Regions from separate parts of the Mus musculus genome. Here all the other regions are linked to region 5. A link is a contact called in public Hi-C, HiChIP or PLAC-seq, Micro-C and promoter capture Hi-C data. All regions are on one chromosome and are shown on one strand. Each heading gives the region's core, a stretch centred on a gene start, on an enhancer-like site or on the middle of the called end of the contact. The rest is flanking DNA. Distances are from core to core; before and after follow the strand shown.

Region 1 (2,700 bases), core at 168-2,667, 540 kb after region 5:
GGTGGGGGAGGGGAGATAATCCACCAGAACAAGATGGTTTTGAATTATAATTATAAATTAGTCCACAATCTAATGAAATCATGTTTAATACATGAAGACAACCCTGCATCAAGGATCATGTTTTAGTAGTGAAACTCACGCTGAGTGAGGAATGAAATGGACTGCACTGATCACCCCCATTAACCCCATGGGTGCCGACAGGAAGAGCTCAAGAAAATGTTCTGAAAGGCCCTCTAGTTGAATAAAAGTGTACATTATCACTGAAATCCTTTTAAAGATTATAGAATAGAGACAACCAAAGTGACATCTTTCCCCATCTCAACCCTAAATCCACAAGCCATTTGCTTTATGTTAAAATAGCAGCCCCTTGCTCTGGGCAGTGTTGGCAGCACTGGGGATGCACATCTCTGAATTATGGGCCAGCCTGGTCTACACAGGGAGTTCTAGGAAAGTCAGGGCTACACAGAGAAACCCTGTCTCCAAAATAAAATAAAATAAAATAAAATAGTTCCTTGCTTTCTGGACCCTTAACAAAGTTCAAGGGGAAATTCAATCTTTATTTGCTGAGTGCCTATACTACAGTGCGTATGGCTAACACAGCATGCAAAACTCCATAGAGGAGGCAAGAAATAAAAAATATAAAAGCAAGGCAGGGTTGTTTCTCAGGCTTTAGCATAAATCAGCAAGAAGTCACACACACACAAGCCCAGGGCACCTTCCTGTTTCCTCACCCCCGTTATACTCTCCTTGGTTCACCTAGACTAATCTGAGTCCCTCCTCTGTGGTCCCAGGGTCACTGCCATGGTCAGGTCCTTCCTGTCATCACAGGCCCACTTTGGTGACAAAACTGCTTGGGAGGTGGGGTTTCCTGGTGAAGACTTTGGCAGGGTTGTTAATGAGAACTTTGTCCAGGACTTCTACGACGTGAGTTTTCAGTTTTGATATTTCAGACACATTACTAGGCAAAAAGTTACTGAAAAACATGCACCTGCTTGGTTATTATTAGACCTTAAAGAAATGAGCTTAAACTGCAAATCTGGCCTAGTGGTTTCTTGATCTTCACCCTCTGAAGCTGGGTCAGCCCACTAAAGATGGCCTGTCTCCTGACGGAGCGTCCCAGATGAAGTGAGGCAGCATGTGTAGCTCATGCTGAAGCTCCACACTACAGCACAGGGTAGGCGGCCACAGCTCATGTGGGAGGAATAGACACATTTAGTAAGTAAGCACTTCCAGCTTACCAGCAAGCCTACCCGAGGGTCCTTCAAACCCAGAGCCTCATGGCAACCTCCTAGTCTCCTCCTCAGACTTAACATAAGCCCCAGGACCAAAGAACTGCAAAGGGCTGGGGTAGTGGACAGCTCTCTGTAGAGAAGCAAGAAGATCAGGTTCAAAGGTTCACATATAACCCAGGACAGATGACCAGACTTCCCTGACCCTGGCTTTCTAACCTCTATCCAGAGGGCAAGGGTTCCGACTGTCACTGAGGGACCGGCACTGCACTCTTGATGAACTGGGTCAGATGGCTAAGACTGAATGGACCTGTCTTCTACACTGACCCCAGAAACCCCAAGAGTGTACACATTGATTCATATATGTTACTGCAGCTTGAAACATTTCTAACATTTTTTGGAAACAAGGATCCTTTCAACGACTATACTTCTGAATCCCCTAAGCAGGAGGAAGTCCTGATGATCTGAGGGTGGGTCAGATTGCAACACTTTAATAAACAAGTAAAAATCTAACCCAAGTGTTTGCAATAAACTGCGAACAAAGTAGTAGCAGTTGTGGTCAAACTGCAATATGACTCATGTAGAAGTTGTATTTGGTGACGGCTAGAAAGAACTGGGAGCTGTTTTAAGTTATATAAGGATAATTGGTTTAAGAGTAGATATATGTATTTTTAAAAAGATTCCTTCTTGGTTTAGGGTTATTAAAACTGTTTTGGCAGGACATCTTATCCCAGTTAGGGGGGCAGAGACAAGAGATCACACAAGTTTGATTAGGCCAGCCTAGTCTATACTTTGAGTCCCAGGCCAGCCAGCACTACATAGGGAAATCATGTCTCCAAAACAAAACAAAAATTTTAAAGTTATTTTGGTGCATAAAGTTATTATGGTAGCACACACCTTTAATCCCACCCCACCCCCAAGAGTAAGATGTAGGAGAATCTCTGAGTTCAGGGCCAGCCTGGTCTACTTAATGATTTCCAGGACAGCCAAGGCTATACAGAGAGACCCTGCCCCCCCCCCAAAAAAAGTTATGTTATTTTTAAAGTTACTTAATAGTAGATAAGTAAACTACATGATTAGAAAGTTATAATTGTTATAATCAAAATGTTAAGGGGGGGAGACAGATTTGGGGTTTTCTTTAGGAGGGGAGACAGATTTGGGGTTTTTTTTGGGGGGGGGGGAAGGTTGGTTTTTCAAGACAGGGACAGGGTTTCTTTGTGTAGCTCTGGCTGTCCTGGAACTCACTTTGTAGACCAGGTTGGCCTCGAACACAGAAATCCGCCTGCCTCTGCCTCCCAAGTGCTTGGATTAAAGGCGTGCGCCACCACTGCCCACGGGAAGACAGATTTGTATAACTGTAAATTGACCCTGAAGAAGCAATTATTTTGAAAGTGACACTTATTTCTTTTGAAGAACAGGTTCAGGTATGTTTGTAGAGGGGGAAAAAAAACTACCAAAGTAATAAGTTTGC
Region 2 (2,700 bases), core at 177-2,676, 670 kb after region 5:
CTCATCTCCTTTCCTGAAGACACACGTACAAGGATGTGCAGTCCCCCAGAGCCCTCCTCTATCCCTCTCCAAGCCTTCATGTCCCCTCCCTGGGAGCCCAAGGAGCAAAGATCAGCCACACTCTGGCTTCATTCTCGTAGCCTGAAGACATTTATCTGTTTGGAAGACTCTGAAAAGATACTGAAACCATTTAAGGGTTGGGAAAAGCTAACAGAAACGTTTCTCACCGGCCAATAAATCCAGACCCTTCAAACTCCCTTCCCCAAGCGCCAGAGATCACTTGTCCCTCAGTTTCCCTTGTTATTTTCCACATACAATTCACTTTCTCTTTGGATTTAATCTAGCTCCTGAAAAGACAATTCCTCTCAATTGAGCAATGGTGTCAAGACATTTGGACCTCACACCGGAACAGGACACAACCTGTGTCTTCAGGTTGTCACACTTTTCCTTTAACTCTAAAAAAATATGTCCTCCTCATCTATGAAATCTAATGACAAAGTAAGTACTCCTTAGCTCTAAGGGGAAAAAAAAGAGCGAGGGTGTTTAACAGACTTTGCCCTTAAATTTGATGCCGTGTAACCATAACAACTGATGGTTTAGGTAACCATCAACCCACTGAGGGGCTAAGTTTTCCAAAAATCGTTTTTCAGTGGGGGAAAAACTCCCTTGCACCAACTCCCGCGCGTAGAGTCGGCACTCCGGAGTGGCATGTGGTGCAATGGAGCCGGCAGCTCCTGTCCCTGCATCGGTCCCCCGGTCTCCACCACCGTCATCTCCATGCTCCCAGCGGGGCAGCTAGCGTTAGGCCTCAGCCCAATGTCACTTGTTAACCTTCCGATCTCCCCGGTTTTTGGTACGCCGCCACCTCCCTTTGAAAGCACACAAGCCACCCCTCGGTCCCCGGTGTCCGCCAGGAGTTGGGAGAAAAACAAGCGAGGCGCCGACAGCCACTGACAGATTCGCGCAAAAGTAACCGCGCTCCTCCATTCCCAAGCTTCTCCCACGGTGGCCCAGGGGGCGGAGGACGGCAAGGGCCCCACGCACAGAGGTGACAAGTGTTTTCCTTCAACGAGCGTGTGAATGCTGCTTTCCCGGACCCACACCGAGCCGCGGACGCTAGGCTGGGACCTGACGGCTTGCACCTCCCGCCCCGGGGCGACTCCGCCCTGCCCGGCCCCCAAGCAGGGAAGGTCTCTCCCGGGGCCACCCATGCCGGCGTCCCGAGCCCTGGTAGTGTGGAAGGGACCGAGCCCCGCTGCGCCAACGGCTGCGGGAGCTGCCGGTGTCCCGTAGCCGGGCCACCCAGTCAGGGCCTGCTCCGCCCGTCGCCCCACCTGGCCCGGAGCGCGCTCACCCCGGATCCGCTGGCTGCCTCATCCTACTACACCGGCGCCCGTACTTGGCGGCCGCCGCGGCTCCTGCTCCAGCTCCAGCTCCGGCTCTGGCTGGGGCCGCCGTGCTGCTGCCCGCCCGCCCCCGGGCACCGGCCGTCCCGCCCCGCCGGCGGACCCGCCCCGCGGCCGCGGCCCCCACCGCCCAACCACAGGGCGGAGGGGGCGGGGCCAGCCGCGCACCAGACATGACCAATCCAGCCAGTGCCGCGCGCCCGCGACGGGCCTGGAGGATCGGCCAGCGATCGGTCAGGGCTGTTAAAGGGGCTGCGGCGCTGCGGACTGGAAAGAAGGGGAGGCCGCGAAAAACTGCGGGTTACCTGGCAGAATCCCAGTGGGAGGAGCGAGCGTTGCACTCTCCCAATTGAAACTGAGGCGCTTTCCCCAGCTCTTTGCATTTCTTAATTTCCTCTTCCTGCAATTTAGCAACAAGTGCCTCCAAGCCGTGAGGGAAACTGTCTGGCTAGGCAGATTCTTAGGAACAGAGGTCTTAGGAGGACGTCGGACTTTATCAATCCCTGCTAGTTCCAGAAACTGGATGTCTGAGCTCCTCCTCCACACCTGACCGTAACAACCAATCGCAAACTGATTAGTAGAATTAGCGCCTAGAATTCGTGTGACGTAAATATATCATATATTATGATCTTGGGTTTTTTTTTAATACAGGGTCTCCTGTAGACTAGGCTGTTTTCAGAATTGATATGTAGCTGAAGATAGCCTTGAACTCTTAGCCTCCTGCCTCTGCCTCTACCGCTATGACTATAGGCATACACCACTACACCTGGATAACATAAGTTTACCTTAGAGGGATCGTGTCTAGGGCCCAGATAAAGGAAGGTGACTTTTAAAAATGAGTTCTCGCTTAAAATGTGCTTGGAATGGTGGAGGCTATTTTTACACCCATCAGTTCCTTACAGGGTAAAGGGAGGGGTGGAGGGGGCAGAGGGTAGGCAGGTCCCGCAGGTCCCTCATAGCACAGGGGCAGGTTGTGAGAGTGTCTTTGCTTATCAACTTTGCCTTCTAAATGAGTGGGTCCCAAACTTCAGCATCAGCCCATCCCAGAGGACTCTAGCATGTCTCAACTTTGCAATGACTGGGTCTGGGCCGTTTATTTTTCAACATTCTTTCCCCAGGAGATTCCAGTAGGGGGCGCTCTGGGGGGGCATGCTTTTTTTTTTTTTTTTTGGTTTTTCAAGACAGGGTTTCTCTGTGTAGCCCTGGCTGTCCTGGAACGCACTCTGTAGACCAGGCTGGCCTCAAACTCAGAAATCCGCCTGCCTCTGCCTCCCAAGTGCTGGGATTAAAGGCG
Region 3 (2,700 bases), core at 26-2,525, 790 kb before region 5:
GGGCCAAGCCACACCACAACTAGACAAGGGTTTTGTTGTTGTTTTGTTTTGTTTTTTAGTAAATAACACAATCTCAGAGTATGATCACAGGGGTTCCCAGTGTAATCAAATATTCTACAGCACAGAACAGTACACAAGGCACTTAGGGTGATACTGAGAAATGCATTCCAAGGGTTGAGGAGAGCTCTTGCCTAGCTTTGACCTCCAGCAAAGGGTGGCTGGCATTTGCACATCTCCCTCCAAGCCTTTATAAACCTGGCATGGCGTGATGGGATGACTAATCCCAGCACTTGAGAGGTAGACGTGGAAGAGTCATCATTGACAGCATAGTGAGTTTGAGGGCAGCCTGGACTACTTGAGAGAGACCTCCTTGTCTCAAGAAGAAACGAGAGAGAGAGAGAGAGAGAGAGAGAGAGAGAGAGAGAGAGAGAGAGAGAGAGAACAGAGAAAATGACAAATAAAACCTCTCCCTGGAAAGAGAGTGGATGAAGGGAGAACAGAGAATAAAGAAAAGTGGATGAGGGCAGGGGGTGGGGGGTGGGGTGGGCCAGCAGGACAGGAAAGATTGAGGATGGGAAAGACAGACAGAATGGAACACAGGTAACCAGTACACAGGTAGGATTGGTGCTGCTCATGCAGGAGGCAGAGTGTGAGAAACCATCAGGGAAACTAACCCCCAATGATGGCTTCACCCAGAGGGTCAGGAGACCTGAAGGCTTAGAGGGAGCTGTGCAGATGCCAGCCACCCGTAGGCATCACGTGGCGATCTCTGAGGCCTGAGACACAGCCTGAAACTAAGAGGCAGACAAAGGGGAGGAGTCACCAAGATGGCAGTCTGTACCATGGATTGAGCAGCAGGAAGAGCTAAGGCTGGAGGCTGTGCGGAGAGGACACTAAAACAGGATTAACTAGTTAGAGTCAGGTAGTAGAAATGAGGGGAAGAAATCTGTCTTCTTTTCTCAGCCCTCCCCCTCCTCCTCTTTCTCCTAGGAAATCTATGTTGAAAAAAATAAAATAGTTCCCAATAAAAAGCCAAGCACACTGCAGACTGCGGTCCACAGCCTGCGCACGTTCCTCTTCCCAGGTTCCAGCCCCTAAAGGAACAAGGGATTTTCTGGTGCTCTTGTTTCTGCCTGTAACCTGCTTTCTGGCGGATCAAGTCCTTCCCTAGGATGCTTAAAAATGGGAGGAAGCCATTTCTAGGTATCAGGCTCCACACAGGGTGAGCCAGGGAGCTTTGGCGGTCAGGAGACTGAGAAGAGGACAGCAGGGTGCACAACTGCAGGTTGAGGTTGAAGCACGTGCTCCAACAGCCCCTGGGTGGGAAGCCTCCACTCAAAGCTAACAGCGGGCCGGAAGTGCTGAGCAAGCTGAAAAGAAAGGGCAAGGCTGGACCGCCAGGTACCCCCCCCCCCCCCCCCCAGAGCCGGGACACTCATTACTATGAGAAGCTGCCTGAGAGGAGCGGCCTGATCATGCTTGACGATTAGCTGTGCTGCTGGGAGAAGAGGTGTGGGGATTACGGAATACCCACGCTCTAGAGGTGGACAGTGATGGGGGGGTGGGAGGATCAGGGCAAGCAGCAGGTGCTGCTGCTGCTGCGTTCTTGGGATGGGGGAGAAAAGCATTGAGGTTTCTGTTCTGACCCACTGTAGGGCAGGTGCACTTCCAACTGGAAATACCTTAAAGCCTGGGGGGGGGGGGGGCGGTAATGAAGGCTCCTGCTGCTAGAAGCTGGCTGCAGTGGCACTGTGTTTAAAGCCGCAGGCTCAGCTTTCTGCACCTGGAGGAAGTGACTGTGCTTCCACGAGGCCCGGGGGATACTGCCCTTGTTAACACCTTCCAGCTCACCCCCACAGCCTATTCCCGCCCCACCAGCGATTGGCCCTCGGACCAGTCAGTCCTTGGGGAAGAACAATCTGAAGGTGGGTAGGTCTGGAAGTCCAGCAGGGATGAGTGAAGGATAGTCAGCTTGTCAAGGGAGCCTAGAACTTGGCTGAAATATAAAGTAAAAAAAAAAAAAAAAAAAAAAAATAGCCACAAGGCTGTGGGGGTGGGGAGGGTGGCGCACACCTTTACTCCCAGCATTCCAGAGGCAGAGGTGGATCTCTGAGTTCGAGGCCAACCTGGCCTCCAGAGCAAGTTTCAGGATAGCAAGGGCTACACAGAGAAACGGGGCGGGGGTGGGGGTGGGGGGTGGGGGGGAGGGGGGGTGGCGGGGGGGGGGCAGGGGAGATGGGATACCCATAAAGCTAGAGTCGTGGCTCAGTGAAGATATGCCTCCTTTGCATGTATGAGGCCTTAGGTTCATGTTAGATAATTTTGTGGTTTAATTTCTTGTGTGCGATAATGTGCTGTGATCAGATTAGAGAATTCTGGTCCTTAGGAGACACACTTTTCTGCACCACAGACACTAACAGGAAAGCAGGAGGAACACTCTGGCTTTGTCACTTGCTTTTGTCACTGACTTTAAAGGTTACCCTCACTAGTTCTGCGGGAGACACCATCTCTGACCGGTCAGTCGCAATGGTCATGGAACACAGAGATAGCTCAAATTACTACAACACCACCCAAGCGGGCCAGAGTTACGTGTCAGATGGGTGTGCCCCTTTCACCAGAGGCCCACACGGCCCCCCAGGGCACAGTGACACCACCCTTCCTGAATGCCTATTCTACAACCATAAGGTTTCTAAATGTACG
Region 4 (2,700 bases), core at 3-2,502, 680 kb before region 5:
TTAAACACAGCCATCCACTTCGGAGCCTGTGCTTCTGACTCCTGTTGTTTCTAGAGACAGTAAACTAGGTCCTAGAAACTATTGTTTGTCTGTAGAAACTCAGTGATAATTCCCTTAGTCAACTGGGAAGGAGACAGTGGGTCTGGAAGAATGGAGTCTTAGTGTGCCTTCCTGTGGCCCGTCCACTTTCATATTTCAAATTTCTGTGATTGTAGTGCTCTGCTTCCTGTGGTTGCCTGTCTTGAGAATGCCAGTAAAATGGCATCCCTTTTCTTTTCTGTCCTTGGGATTGCGGGGCTAAAGGGTGGTTTCTTTGGAATGAATAGTTATTACATATGCAGCCGTGGATTTCTTTGTTCCACTAATGCCAGGTTTTGTCATATTCCCTCCTGAGCTTCTAAATACTGACGTTCATGGCTCATTTGTTTTGGAATCTCCAGACTTAATTTGCTAATACGTTCCCCACTGAGCAATTTTGTCTCCTTGTGATAGATAGGAATATTGAGTGAGGCAGGTTCTGTCCCTGAAAGGAGAAGACGAGCCCCTTTTGATAATAACAAATGCTTTGAGTTACAGAAATAGCCTTGGCCTTGGTGTTTTGCTTTTTGTTTAGATGTTTGTTTTTGTTTTTTTCTCATAAGACTTTGAAGGAGAAAAAATTAGTAGGTATTGAAGAAGCCTTTTAGTTAACTTCCTAAGTCTTAAGAGGAAGGTTAGATATTTCCTCAACAGTCTTGCTTTAAACCTACTGTGCTCCAGGGAACTGGAAGTCTTTCTGTTCCACACTAACAGAACTCAGCATGAGAGAAGTAGGCTTTAGACAGAGGTAGGACAAGGGATGATAAATGCCTTGTGTAAAACTCCCTGTGTGCACATGCTCACATGACAAGCAGCTGCAGTCCAGATGTTTCTGAGAAGCCAGATACATTATTAAAAGTCCATTCCAGTCACCTGACGTCAGGAATATATGGCATGCAGCAGTGAATGCCAAAAACACTTTTGAGAAGGAAACCACATATTCTGACCAATTATAAATGAAAATTGTGTTGTATTGAGACTTACAAGAATAGTTAATGGTATTGATCTAGGATATGCATCTCTCTACAAATACCTGTCATTAGCTACTGTAAAACAGTGTTTCTAGGGACCAGGTCAACCTTGAAAACACTTTCTCTGCTGGGACCTGTACATATTTTGCAAAGTCATAGACTCAGATCTAGCTTCTTGTTGACCTTAAGAGAACTGTGACACTGCATACCAGAGGAACTGCAGGAAGTTAGGCCCTGGTTCCTTCTCGATACTCTTGGCAAGCAGGTTGAGCCTCCGTGATTATAGATTGAGGTGTTCTGTTTTAGTTTTAGTTTTACATTCTTTGAGACAGCGTCTCATGGTGTAGACTAAGCTGGCCTTAAACTTACAGCAATTCTTCTGCCTCTGTCTCCTCTTAATGGTAGGATTTTAGATATGTGCTACCATGCCCAGCCAAGTGGTTGTCTTTCTCTCATTTCTACTGGAATTAGATCAAGTGAAGTGGCTGGAGAGATGGGTCAGTGGTTCAGAGCACTGTCTATTTCAGAGATCCTGAGTTCAGTTCCCTGCACCATATTCGTCTGTTACTCAATTTCCAGAGCACCTGACACTTTGTTCTAGCCTCCTCAGATACACATGCACACAGGCACACACAGACACACACACACACACAGCACTACCTTGATATCTCCCCCCCCCCACATACATACACATAGACTTTTGTTCATACATATAAATGAAAATAAATCAGGAAGAAAGGGAATGACTGATAGACACTGCCTCCTTTGTCTAAACTTTGGTCTTCTAACTAGAATTGTGTGTCTATTATACCTTCTCACTGTTTCCTCTTGGGGGAAGGGGAGGATCGTGGCACCTGAGATTGTCAGCCATTTCTCAGTTGACATATTGGGAAAGGGGTGTTCTTATGACCTCCAGTCTTGCCTGGGAAGAAATCTTTAACACTTCCACATTTGATTTTAACTAAGTGATAGGAAATCCTGCTATGAGCTTTATGCTATAAATAATGATAAGTTGAAGTTGGGGCTGGAAAGATGGCCCATTAGTTAAGACACTGGTTGTTCTTGCAAAGGACCTGAGTGTATTTTCTAGCCCCCACATGGTGCTTAAACCATTTGTCACTCCAGTTCACTAAGTAAATCTGTTTTTAAAAGTGGGTGAGTTGGTTAAGTGTCTAACTTCTCTGAACTTGGGTCAAGTACATAATAGATTTTGAAGCGTGCTTTGATAATTTAGCATTAGATTAACATTGAAAAGGAAGTATGCTTCAGTGTTAGTAAGCATTGCCCTGCTTAGTAAGGTCTTATTAAATTGTTTTTCTATTTGGGGGAGATTTCCCACTTTTGTTTGGAGCAAAATAATTTATTTGGTTAAAAAGAAGCTTAAAACATTCTTGTTGTGTTAAATTTTGAGTTGTATTCCTGCCTCTTGGGGATGGGAGAGGGGCATTGAGAGCAGGGTCTTAAGTATGCTAGGCTAGCATTTTGCTAGATGATAATAACCTTTAACTTCTCCTGCCTCCATTTGTATATTGCAAGTAGGATTATAAATGCATAACATCCACCATATAAAATTCTTTCCCTTCTTGTCTAAGCAAAATGCAAACTTGATATATATATATTACCCTTGCAGTATGAAAATAACGAATTACTA
Region 5 (2,700 bases), core at 173-2,672:
TAGGAACACAGCCTCTTGTCACCACAAGTGACCTAGGTGGTAATTTTAATGTCTGAAATTTCATATTCCCACTTGTACTCTAATTAATTGTGAGGCGATTAGAAAATGGAACGCAAGGCCTGGCATGGCCTTTAATCCCAGCATTCAGATGTCTGTAAGTTCAAGAAACCTGGGCTCTGCCTACCCAGGGACAATGGCAGGGCAGGGCATCTGTGTGCAACTCTACTTCTGGTTCCAGGAGCTCCTCCTACAAGGGGTGGGGTTGGAGCAGTCCAGTATTTTCCTCCCAGATCCAAGTGCTGAGGAGCAATCAAGGTATCTAAGGGAGGTGAGAACACTTTGCTTTTTGTTTTGTTAAGAAGCGGACAGAACTCAGGTATCGGAGATGGGGCTTTTCTTAAAGAAAATTGCCAAGACAAAAAAAGGAAGGGCAACCAAAAGTGTCTGTGACTTGTGGTGCTGCAGCGCCTGTGGAAAGGTGGTAAGGGTAAGAAGAGAAGTGACCGGAAAGGGGGAGGTGGCCTGGCTACCACTCCAGGAGTCAGAGGCGGCAGCAGATCCCTCTCTCCGAGAAGTTCCGCCCCTGAGTCACTTCCAAGGCCAAAGCACGAAGCCAGGCGTTCTGCCAGGATAGGAACTAGTTATCCTGCCCGAGGACGGTGGGATGCGGAAGAAGAGAAAGAGGATCCACCAGGCCCGCACCTGAGCGCAGGGACCGGCCGCGGGGACAGTGGGAGCTCAGTCGTGGCGAATGCAGATTGGTCCACTCCCACCCACTTTGTTCTACAGTACAGCCGCAGGCCCCTGGACTTGAATTCAAGTCACCAGCAGTCCCCATTCTAACTCGGGCAGACGCGGCCCGCGCTCCCCCGGCTGCCTTGCCGGGTGCCAGCAGCACAACACCCGCGTCAGGGGACAAGCCGGGCAGCGCCGGGTCGGTGCGGGCAGGTGCGCGCGGAAGGGCGGCTCGAAGCCCTGCCTCACCTGGCCACAGTCCCCTCCGCCCCTCCGCGCGGAACTCGGCTCCCCACCTCCCCGTCGCCTACCTTGTCCCGCCGCCGCCAGGCCTGCGCGCGTCCACGCGCCGCGCCCCGGACGCTCGGCAGGTTCCACGAGCCTCGGCGCGACGGCGTCGCCATGGAGACGGGGCGGCGGCGGGGAAGCGGTAGCGCGCGCGAGGAGGCGACGGTCACCTGCGCCGGAAGTCCCGCCAGGCGCCGGCACTCGGTAGGGCACCTCGGCTACACCGACCCGCACTCAGGACCCGAACTCCAGCAGCTTCGGGACTGGCTCCGGACTGGCTCGGGACCGGCGTGCGGGGAAGGTTAGCGGCGCGGGTTCGGCGCCCGGGTTCCCGGTCTCTAGCTTCTCGCTCGCTACTCTCCACGCCCAAACCCAGGAGGCCGCTAGGTGTCAGGCCTGGCCTGGGCCCAAGCTCAGCTCCGGGAACCCAGGGTCACCTCTTCCAGCCCTCGTGGGCGGAGATGGCACTTTACACTTTACTGGAAGGCTGGGAATAACCCTGCCCTTCCGCATCTGCACACCAGCCACATTGACCACATAGACACTGTTGTTGATACAGTTTGCCTCCCATTTTTTCCACTCCAGGATACACACACACACACACACACACACACACACACACACACAGAGAGAGAGAGAGAGAGAGAGACAGAGACACCAATCTAAGGGTAAATTGTGTCCTTCCAACTTCTCATTTAAGTCCTAGACCTGGTGTATGCCAAGGTCTGTACTTAAGACTGTTGCCAAGACCAAGGCTGGGAGCTTAGCAGATCCTGGCCCGCTATCCAGGAAATGCTACGAATAGATAAGAGCCTAGCTCAGACTTCCTACAAGCTGGGAACAAAAGGTTCTTTCCTGTTGGATGCCTGGCCAGACTCACGGAGAGGAGGAGAGAAATGGGGTATTTTACCTTGTGAGGCAAAGCATGACTGTGAAGGCAGTCCCTGGAACACCTCAGCATGCTGGGAGCTGCCCACTGGTAGAAGCCAGAATTGGGGCGGGGGCTCCTTCTTAGAGGGTGGGTATGCTGTCTAGTGTACGGTTGAGAGAGAACCAAAAACCGGAATTACCTTATGGTAACTTTTCGTCTGGCAGAAGCTAATGGGCTTTTTAAGGTAAGCAACAGCTTCCTTGGTGGTGCAGGCAATAAATACATGCTTATAAACTAAACATGGCGCTGAGCCATTTCTCATTGTTTGCTGGGTATATTTGGGCTCCTGGGAGGAAAAGGAGGGACCGATTTTGGCAGGATGGAATCTTGTTTAAGTGTTGGTCTTAAAGTGCCTTCCAAGACCCGGGGAGGCTCCTGTTGGGAGAGTCCTTTGTTGGATCATCCCCTACCTCATTCCTTCAAGTCTCCAAGCTGACTGCTTCACAGTGCATTTCCTGACCGCCAGTGTGGCAGTATGGGAAAGACTAGAGTTATGACGACCACACATACACTCACACACACTCACGATGCAGGGAGGGGGTCTCTGAGCGAAAGGCCTTAAGGAGCAAAAAAAGGCACCGAGCAGAATAAATTTTGTCCTCATAACCAGGACGCCAGACCTAAGGCAGACCCACTCCCACCTGGCACATTCTTTCTCCCCAGGGCTACCCAGTGCAGAAAGCTGAGGGGAAAACCAGGATTCCTAGTTACATTTCTATCTTAGAAATTTAGCATGAATAGATCCT
Region 6 (2,700 bases), core at 42-2,541, 600 kb before region 5:
CCACTGAGGTTCCCCTAAGTAGCCTTTTCCCCCAGACCAGCTGTGCGGTGATCCTGCACAGCCCCTCAGCCCACTTCACTGGCCGCTGGGATGATCGGAGCTGCACAGAGGAGACGCATGGCTTCATCTGCCAGAAGGGCACAGGTACACGCAGCTGCTACACAGAGACACCCCTGCACTGGCTAGCTGCTCTGGGCCGGTCCAGAAGGAACCAAACATTGAATCTCTTTTCAGGGGCCATAGAGGTCCCTCCAGAGTCATGTATCTGCTTGGGAAGCAGGTGGTCTGCGGGGGGGGGGGGGGTGTGTGTGTGTGACATGCTGCTATGTCTAGGGTCAGAACCCCTGAGGTTCAACGTCAAGGCATCTCCAGCTCCTTCTGCATGTTAGCAAATAGAAAGCTCACTGATAAGGATGGCGACTGGCCATCCCCAGTGGAGACCTGCTCTGAGTCTGATGTCTGGTTTTCCCTAGCTTAGTCTCATACCTGGGAATGGGGTAAGGGTGGATGGGGCAGAGCTCGGTCTGAGTCCTGCCCCCTTTCCCTGTAGACCCCTCGCTAAGCCCATCCCCAGCAGCAACACCCCCTGCCCCGGGCGCTGAGCTCTCCTATCTCAACCACACCTTCCGGCTGCTGCAGAAGCCACTGCGCTGGAAAGATGCTCTCCTGCTGTGTGAGAGCCGAAATGCCAGCCTGGCACACGTGCCCGATCCCTACACACAAGCCTTCCTCACACAGGCTGCACGGGGGCTGCAAACACCACTGTGGATCGGGCTGGCCAGTGAGGAGGTGGGCTCCTAGGTCAAGATTTTGCCTCGCTTACCCCCACCCTACCTTCTGCCTTGATTTCACTTCCTCCTTCCACCTTGAGAGTATGTTCCCTTTATTCTCACCTATGGCTACCTAATACCCAGGGCTCACGGAGGTATTCCTGGCTCTCAGAGGAGCCTCTGAATTATGTGAGCTGGCAAGATGAGGAGCCCCAGCACTCGGGAGGCTGTGCCTACGTGGATGTGGATGGAACCTGGCGCACCACCAGCTGTGATACCAAGCTGCAGGGGGCAGTGTGTGGGGTGAGCAGGGGTGAGTACCACCCGTGAGGGCCAAGGCTTGCGCAGGTGCAGGTGGTTCTGGGAAGATGTTCGGGCTACGTCTTCAATTCTGCACTCCAACAGGGCCCCCACCCCGAAGGATAAACTACCGTGGCAGCTGTCCTCAGGGCTTGGCTGACTCGTCCTGGATTCCCTTCAGGGAGCATTGCTATTCTTTCCACATGGAGGTGCTGTTGGGCCACAAGGAGGCGCTGCAGCGCTGTCAGAAAGGTGGGTGAGAGCAGCCTAGCCCAGATCCGGGACTCTGAGGCCTGGAGAAAGAACTTCCCCTCTGCCTATAGGCACTTATCTCAAGCTCCCCTCGCTGTTTAATACACAGACCATGTTGTGTCATCTACAGAATATCCCACGGTCCACAAGTGCTGAGATTCACACCATCTTGCACTTGAGCTGCCAGAGAAGAGTGCCGGGGTTGCTGTGAAGCGGGAGGGGGGGGAAGTAGTTTGGGGGGGGGGTCTATCACCATAAGGAGAATCTGCTTGTCCTGACATGGGCTTTCTTTGTGTCCAGCTGGTGGGACGGTTCTGTCCATTCTTGATGAGATGGAGAATGTGTTTGTCTGGGAGCACCTGCAGACAGCTGAAGCCCAAAGTCGAGGTGCCTGGTTGGGCATGAACTTCAACCCCAAAGGTGGGTGCTCTGTGTACGGGAAGGGAAGGGCTCAGGCTGCAAGAGGGATGCTTACCACTGTCTCCAGGCTTGTGAAAGTACAGCAGTGGATCGTGGTTATCGCCTCCCACCTAGAAACCCCCCTTCCACCTATTCCCATTCCCACACCTTCCCAATGGGTTCCTTCCACAGGAGGCACGCTGGTCTGGCAAGACAACACAGCTGTGAACTATTCTAACTGGGGGCCCCCTGGCCTGGGCCCTAGCATGCTAAGCCACAACAGCTGCTACTGGATCCAGAGCAGCAGCGGACTGTGGCGCCCCGGGGCTTGTACCAACATCACCATGGGAGTTGTCTGCAAGCTCCCTAGAGGTAAGCCAGGATCTCGGTCAACAGCTGGGCCCATAGCTGGACTCACAGCTGGATGTCCAGCTGGGTCTAGGGTTACTTGATATACAGGGGCATCTGCTTTGGCCGGAGGGCATCAAGTACATTAGTTTGCAGCAAGGACTGACGCAGGGCCTCAACTTTCCAAAGTACACATAAGCCCAGAGGACAGCAAGCCCCATCATTCTATAGTGGTTAGGGACAAGGGATGGTCAAGCCCTGGACACTCACGTATTGACTCTGAGGCCTGGGGATATAGTCCATTTGGTAAAGTCACGCAAGCACCAGGATCCGAGTTAAGATTCCCAGCACCCCAATAAAATCCCAACATTGAGTGCCATCACCTGTAACCCTAAGACAGAAAGGGAGACGTGTATTTGTGTTTTATAGGCCCCTGGAGCTCATTCACCAGCCATGAGCTGAATCCATACGTTGTAGGTTCAGTGGTAGACCCTGCCTCAAAACACCGAGGTAGAGAGGCATCAAGGAAGACACAGTGCAATAACCTTGACCTCTGACCTCTACGCACATGCACACTCACAAGTATCTGCTTATATTCACCTATAAGAACACATACATAGACACACACACA
Region 7 (2,703 bases), core at 150-2,649, 580 kb before region 5:
CCTGTGCCCTTGGAAACCAATCACGATAGAAATCAGAACTGCTTTGTGTAGTTACCCACAATAAGCTTGGACCCCAACCAACTACCCAGCAGCACTTCCTGCGCCTGTGTGTGAGCTTTTATGGTATTTGATTTTATAAGTTACCCCTGGGATGGACCTCCAACATAAGAGAGACACCCGCACCAATATAAGAAACTGTCTGGAATAAGACTTCTGTTCTGAGTAGTGGTTGAATAGAGTTTAAGTTCCTAAGACCTCCCTGGGAACTGACATCCTACTTGGCAGAGACATGTATGTGGGAAACTGACATCCTGGTTGGCAAGTTAAGACATGAATGTTAGACAAGGCAAGTCCCCTACCTCAGTTGAATACCCCAACCAATGAGGGCAGCATAAGTGTACAACAAAGACGTGTTCCCAAGGAAATCCCTATCCCTAAATCCTGATTAGTGGAATAACTTGGCCCAGATGTTGGTGGATTTTAGGCTTAAAGCCCTGTAGGATCTTAACTCAGCTCCTGAGCCTGGATCGTGGCCCTGATCAACCAGCCCTGGGCCTATACTTCACAAACAATCCATCTCTGACTGAGGTTGGTGTTCATGTGGGTTGTGAGGTGACTCCTGGACCCCCAACGTTATAGAGATATGGATTTTGTCTCTCAACTTGATCTTAAGATCCTCAAAGAAAGGGAGGCATCAGAGTATCACATACAGTCACTTTCTTTGATTGAGTCTCATCTGTGAGAGTTGGTTCCCATTGCTGGCTTGATTAAGAAACACCTAGGGTGTTAATGAGGCTCATCATGGGTGTGTCTGTGAGGGAGGAAGACCCACCCTGAATGGGAGTAGAGCCATCCCATGGGCTGTTGTCTAGGACTAAGTAAAGAATAAAAGGAATCAGGCATGGTGGCACACACCTTTACTCCCAGAACACAGAGAGGGGGGAGCAGACAGACCTGTGAGGTCATAAGCCAGCCTGCTTGGTCTACATATTGAGTTCCAGGCCAAGTGGGGATACACAGAAAGCTCTTGCTTCAAAAAACCAAACAACAAAACGTTAAAAGAGAAAAGCCACTATTCACCTCTCTACGCTTTCTAGTCTGCTGAGATGTGAGTGGGTTTTCTCCTGATCCTGCCGCCTCAGACAAGCTGGGCTCACCACCACGTGCTTCCTGCTCTGTTGAATATATGTCCCCTCGAACTATGCACCAAAAATAAATCCTTCCTTCAGTTGCTGTCTATCTGTCTGTCTGCCTTCCTGTCTGTCTTTTTTTTCCAGGTATTTTATCACACTGATAGGAAAGTGATCTATCACCTCAGCCCCCCAGGACAGCACAGTGCATGCTGCATTGAGGAAGTGACAGTCACCACCCTTGAGAGCCTGTGTCACAGGGTCTCATCATGACACAAGCAAGAAGCCTGCTATGGGGAACTTCTCCAGTCCCGCTAGCAAAGGAGTGAGGCGTCTCTTCTGGATTCAGTCCATCCCCTTTGCCAAAGGCTACCTACTCCAGTTCTGGGAATCCCGACACAAAATCCAGAAGCAAGTGGATTTGACACTCTACTAGCTTCCTGTTTTCGTGATGATGTTTCTTTTTTTAAAAGATTGAGGGCTGGAGAGATGGCTCAGAGGTTGAGAGCACTGACTGCTCTTCCAGAGGTCCTGAGTTCAATTCCCAGCAACCACATGGTGGCTCACAACCATCTGTAATGGGATCTGGTCTGTGTGTGTGTCTGCTTTCAACACGGGTTTCCTCATCAAGGAAGGTTTTGGGATTCTTTGACATGTACTCTCTCTCTCTCTCTCTCTCTCTCTCTCTCTCTCTGTGTGTGTGTGTGTGTGTGTGTGTGTGTGTGTGTGTGTGTGTGTGTGTGTGAGTGTAGTGACTAGGAAGGCCAGAAGAGGGTGTTGGACTCCTAGCGCTGGAGTTAGGCTGTTGTGAGCCCCCTAATGCTAATGTGGGTCTCCTTCAGGAGCAACACGACTCTTAACCGCTGAGCTGTCTCTCCAGCCCCCGTGGAAACCTCTTCACGGGCTGTTTATAACCAGTCACTGCTTCATGCTTGGAGTGGGTGAGATGTATTTCAAGGCTTCCCAAGTTAAATGTGAGCTGGTTAAGTGTGAGAAACTGGTCCCTTCCGCTCTGGTTCCCAGCTTGCTTCTGACACCACTTTATTCCTCGTCCAGAGCGATTCGCCAGAAGTTTCCTGCGATGCGATGCTGTAGGGCCTTGATCTCCACCCACGAGACTGCACTGTCGGGTCTGTGCATGTTTGTTTTGTGGCCTCACTGGCTGATGTTGCTTCTGTTTGCTGGCCATCTGTGACCCACATCAACCCAGATGCTTTGAAGTTCAATGTGTAATAAAAAAGTTCTTTAAAAGATATGGGATTATGAAAATGAAGTCACAGAAATGTTAACAAAGGATCATTTCCTGCTTCTGGTCCTTTTCCTTTTCCTTTTTTTTTTTTTTTTTAATATTTCTATGAAGAATTTATGTCACCATTAAAACCATGGGAGGTTACAGAAGGGCAGGCCTGGGTCACAGAGAGGATGAGATTCCTCCAAAGACAGGTTGGCAGAAACCCAGCCTGGTTTTTTTTTGTTTGTTTGTTTGTTTGTTTGTTTTGTTTTTAATTGAACACTCAGGGTCTGAGGAAGAAATTTAACCCAGGAAAAAGTCAAAATGGGCCTACAATTCCTG

Evidence for each region. Promoter capture Hi-C pulls out the DNA fragments that hold promoters and counts their contacts. A called contact is a pair of places that touch in the nucleus more often than the background predicts. HiChIP or PLAC-seq counts read pairs in DNA pulled down with a chosen protein or histone mark.
Region 1: a contact with region 5 is called in a FOXA1 HiChIP or PLAC-seq map of pancreatic cancer cells. The contact joins the enhancer-like site here to the promoter of Cyb561 in region 5. A contact is called at or near these places in 2 of 39 promoter capture datasets (embryonic stem cells and pre-B cells), 1 of 484 Hi-C or Micro-C datasets (the G1E-ER4 cell line) and 4 of 115 datasets of contacts at active chromatin or transcription factors (T-cell acute lymphoblastic leukemia, embryonic stem cells, epiblast stem cells and 1 more).
Region 2: a contact with region 5 is called in a Micro-C map of embryonic stem cells, with 2.4 times the contacts expected there. The contact joins the promoter of Tex2 here to the promoter of Cyb561 in region 5. A contact is called at or near these places in 3 of 39 promoter capture datasets (maxillary cranial neural crest, pre-B cells and stem cell-derived epiblast-like cells), 2 of 484 Hi-C or Micro-C datasets (embryonic stem cells and pro-B cells) and 3 of 115 datasets of contacts at active chromatin or transcription factors (embryonic stem cells, epiblast stem cells and pro-B cells).
Region 3: a contact with region 5 is called in a promoter capture Hi-C map of embryonic stem cells, with 5 times the contacts expected there. The contact joins the enhancer-like site here to the promoter of Cyb561 in region 5. A contact is called at or near these places in 2 of 39 promoter capture datasets (embryonic stem cells and stem cell-derived epiblast-like cells), 3 of 115 datasets of contacts at active chromatin or transcription factors (all in embryonic stem cells) and 1 of 9 other capture datasets (embryonic stem cells).
Region 4: a promoter capture Hi-C map of hippocampal neurons shows a contact between it and region 5, with 7 times the contacts expected there. The contact joins the enhancer-like site here to the promoter of Cyb561 in region 5. A contact is called at or near these places in 8 of 39 promoter capture datasets (3T3-L1-derived adipocytes, the C10 cell line, embryonic stem cells and 5 more), 1 of 15 datasets of contacts at CTCF or cohesin (the NIH/3T3 cell line) and 7 of 115 datasets of contacts at active chromatin or transcription factors (the NIH/3T3 cell line, embryonic basal ganglia, embryonic forebrain and 3 more).
Region 6: an H3K4me3 HiChIP or PLAC-seq map of forebrain shows a contact between it and region 5, with 13 times the contacts expected there. The contact joins the enhancer-like site here to the promoter of Cyb561 in region 5. A contact is called at or near these places in 11 of 39 promoter capture datasets (the HPC-7 cell line, HPC-7-derived erythroid cells, cranial neural crest and 6 more), 2 of 484 Hi-C or Micro-C datasets (bone marrow-derived macrophages and embryonic stem cells) and 20 of 115 datasets of contacts at active chromatin or transcription factors (SST interneurons, T-cell acute lymphoblastic leukemia, differentiating embryonic stem cells and 11 more).
Region 7: a Hi-C map of bone marrow-derived macrophages shows a contact between it and region 5, with 21 read pairs. The contact joins the enhancer-like site here to the promoter of Cyb561 in region 5. A contact is called at or near these places in 10 of 39 promoter capture datasets (the HPC-7 cell line, cranial neural crest, embryonic stem cells and 5 more), 1 of 484 Hi-C or Micro-C datasets (bone marrow-derived macrophages) and 16 of 115 datasets of contacts at active chromatin or transcription factors (SST interneurons, bone marrow-derived macrophages, differentiating embryonic stem cells and 12 more).

Annotation. Positions count from the first base shown.
Region 1 is chr11:106,478,989-106,481,688 of GRCm38.p6, forward strand. All of the region lies in intron 1 of Ern1 (endoplasmic reticulum (ER) to nucleus signalling 1), which reads right to left. Among named protein-coding and RNA genes, the nearest start is that of Ern1, 7.5 kb to the right of the region's middle. Within about 2 kb of position 1,418, at least 65 of the 459 cell types and tissues checked have an H3K27ac peak or open chromatin away from gene starts, as enhancers often do. A contact at or near this core is called in the G1E-ER4 cell line and pancreatic cancer cells, where this site is marked.
Region 2 is chr11:106,611,504-106,614,203 of GRCm38.p6, forward strand. It overlaps Tex2 (testis expressed gene 2), which reads right to left and starts at 1,427. Exons shown (of 12, transcript NM_198292.3): 1 at 1,355-1,427.
Region 3 is chr11:105,150,111-105,152,810 of GRCm38.p6, forward strand. No RefSeq gene overlaps it. Among named protein-coding and RNA genes, the nearest start is that of Mettl2, 25 kb to the left of the region's middle. Within about 2 kb of position 1,276, at least 60 of the 459 cell types and tissues checked have an H3K27ac peak or open chromatin away from gene starts, as enhancers often do. A contact at or near this core is called in embryonic stem cells, where this site is marked.
Region 4 is chr11:105,260,914-105,263,613 of GRCm38.p6, forward strand. All of the region lies in intron 16 of Tlk2 (tousled-like kinase 2 (Arabidopsis)), which reads left to right. Among named protein-coding and RNA genes, the nearest start is that of Mrc2, 30 kb to the right of the region's middle. Within about 2 kb of position 1,253, at least 26 of the 459 cell types and tissues checked have an H3K27ac peak or open chromatin away from gene starts, as enhancers often do. A contact at or near this core is called in the NIH/3T3 cell line, where this site is marked.
Region 5 is chr11:105,943,065-105,945,764 of GRCm38.p6, forward strand. It overlaps Cyb561 (cytochrome b-561), which reads right to left and starts at 1,423. Exons shown (of 6, transcript NM_007805.5): 1 at 1,047-1,423.
Region 6 is chr11:105,346,685-105,349,384 of GRCm38.p6, forward strand. It overlaps Mrc2 (mannose receptor, C type 2), which reads left to right. Exons shown (of 30, transcript NM_008626.3): 23 at 36-144; 24 at 551-789; 25 at 915-1,083; 26 at 1,176-1,322; 27 at 1,623-1,742; 28 at 1,914-2,093. Among named protein-coding and RNA genes, the nearest start is that of Mrc2, 55 kb to the left of the region's middle. Within about 2 kb of position 1,292, at least 22 of the 459 cell types and tissues checked have an H3K27ac peak or open chromatin away from gene starts, as enhancers often do. A contact at or near this core is called in SST interneurons, forebrain, heart atrium and 1 more, where this site is marked.
Region 7 is chr11:105,367,647-105,370,349 of GRCm38.p6, forward strand. All of the region lies in intron 10 of Marchf10 (membrane associated ring-CH-type finger 10), which reads right to left. LOC115487808 (a long non-coding RNA gene) reads left to right here. Exons shown (of 2, transcript XR_003949780.1): 2 at 1-2,385. Among named protein-coding and RNA genes, the nearest start is that of Mrc2, 76 kb to the left of the region's middle. Within about 2 kb of position 1,400, at least 8 of the 459 cell types and tissues checked have an H3K27ac peak or open chromatin away from gene starts, as enhancers often do. A contact at or near this core is called in bone marrow-derived macrophages, where this site is marked.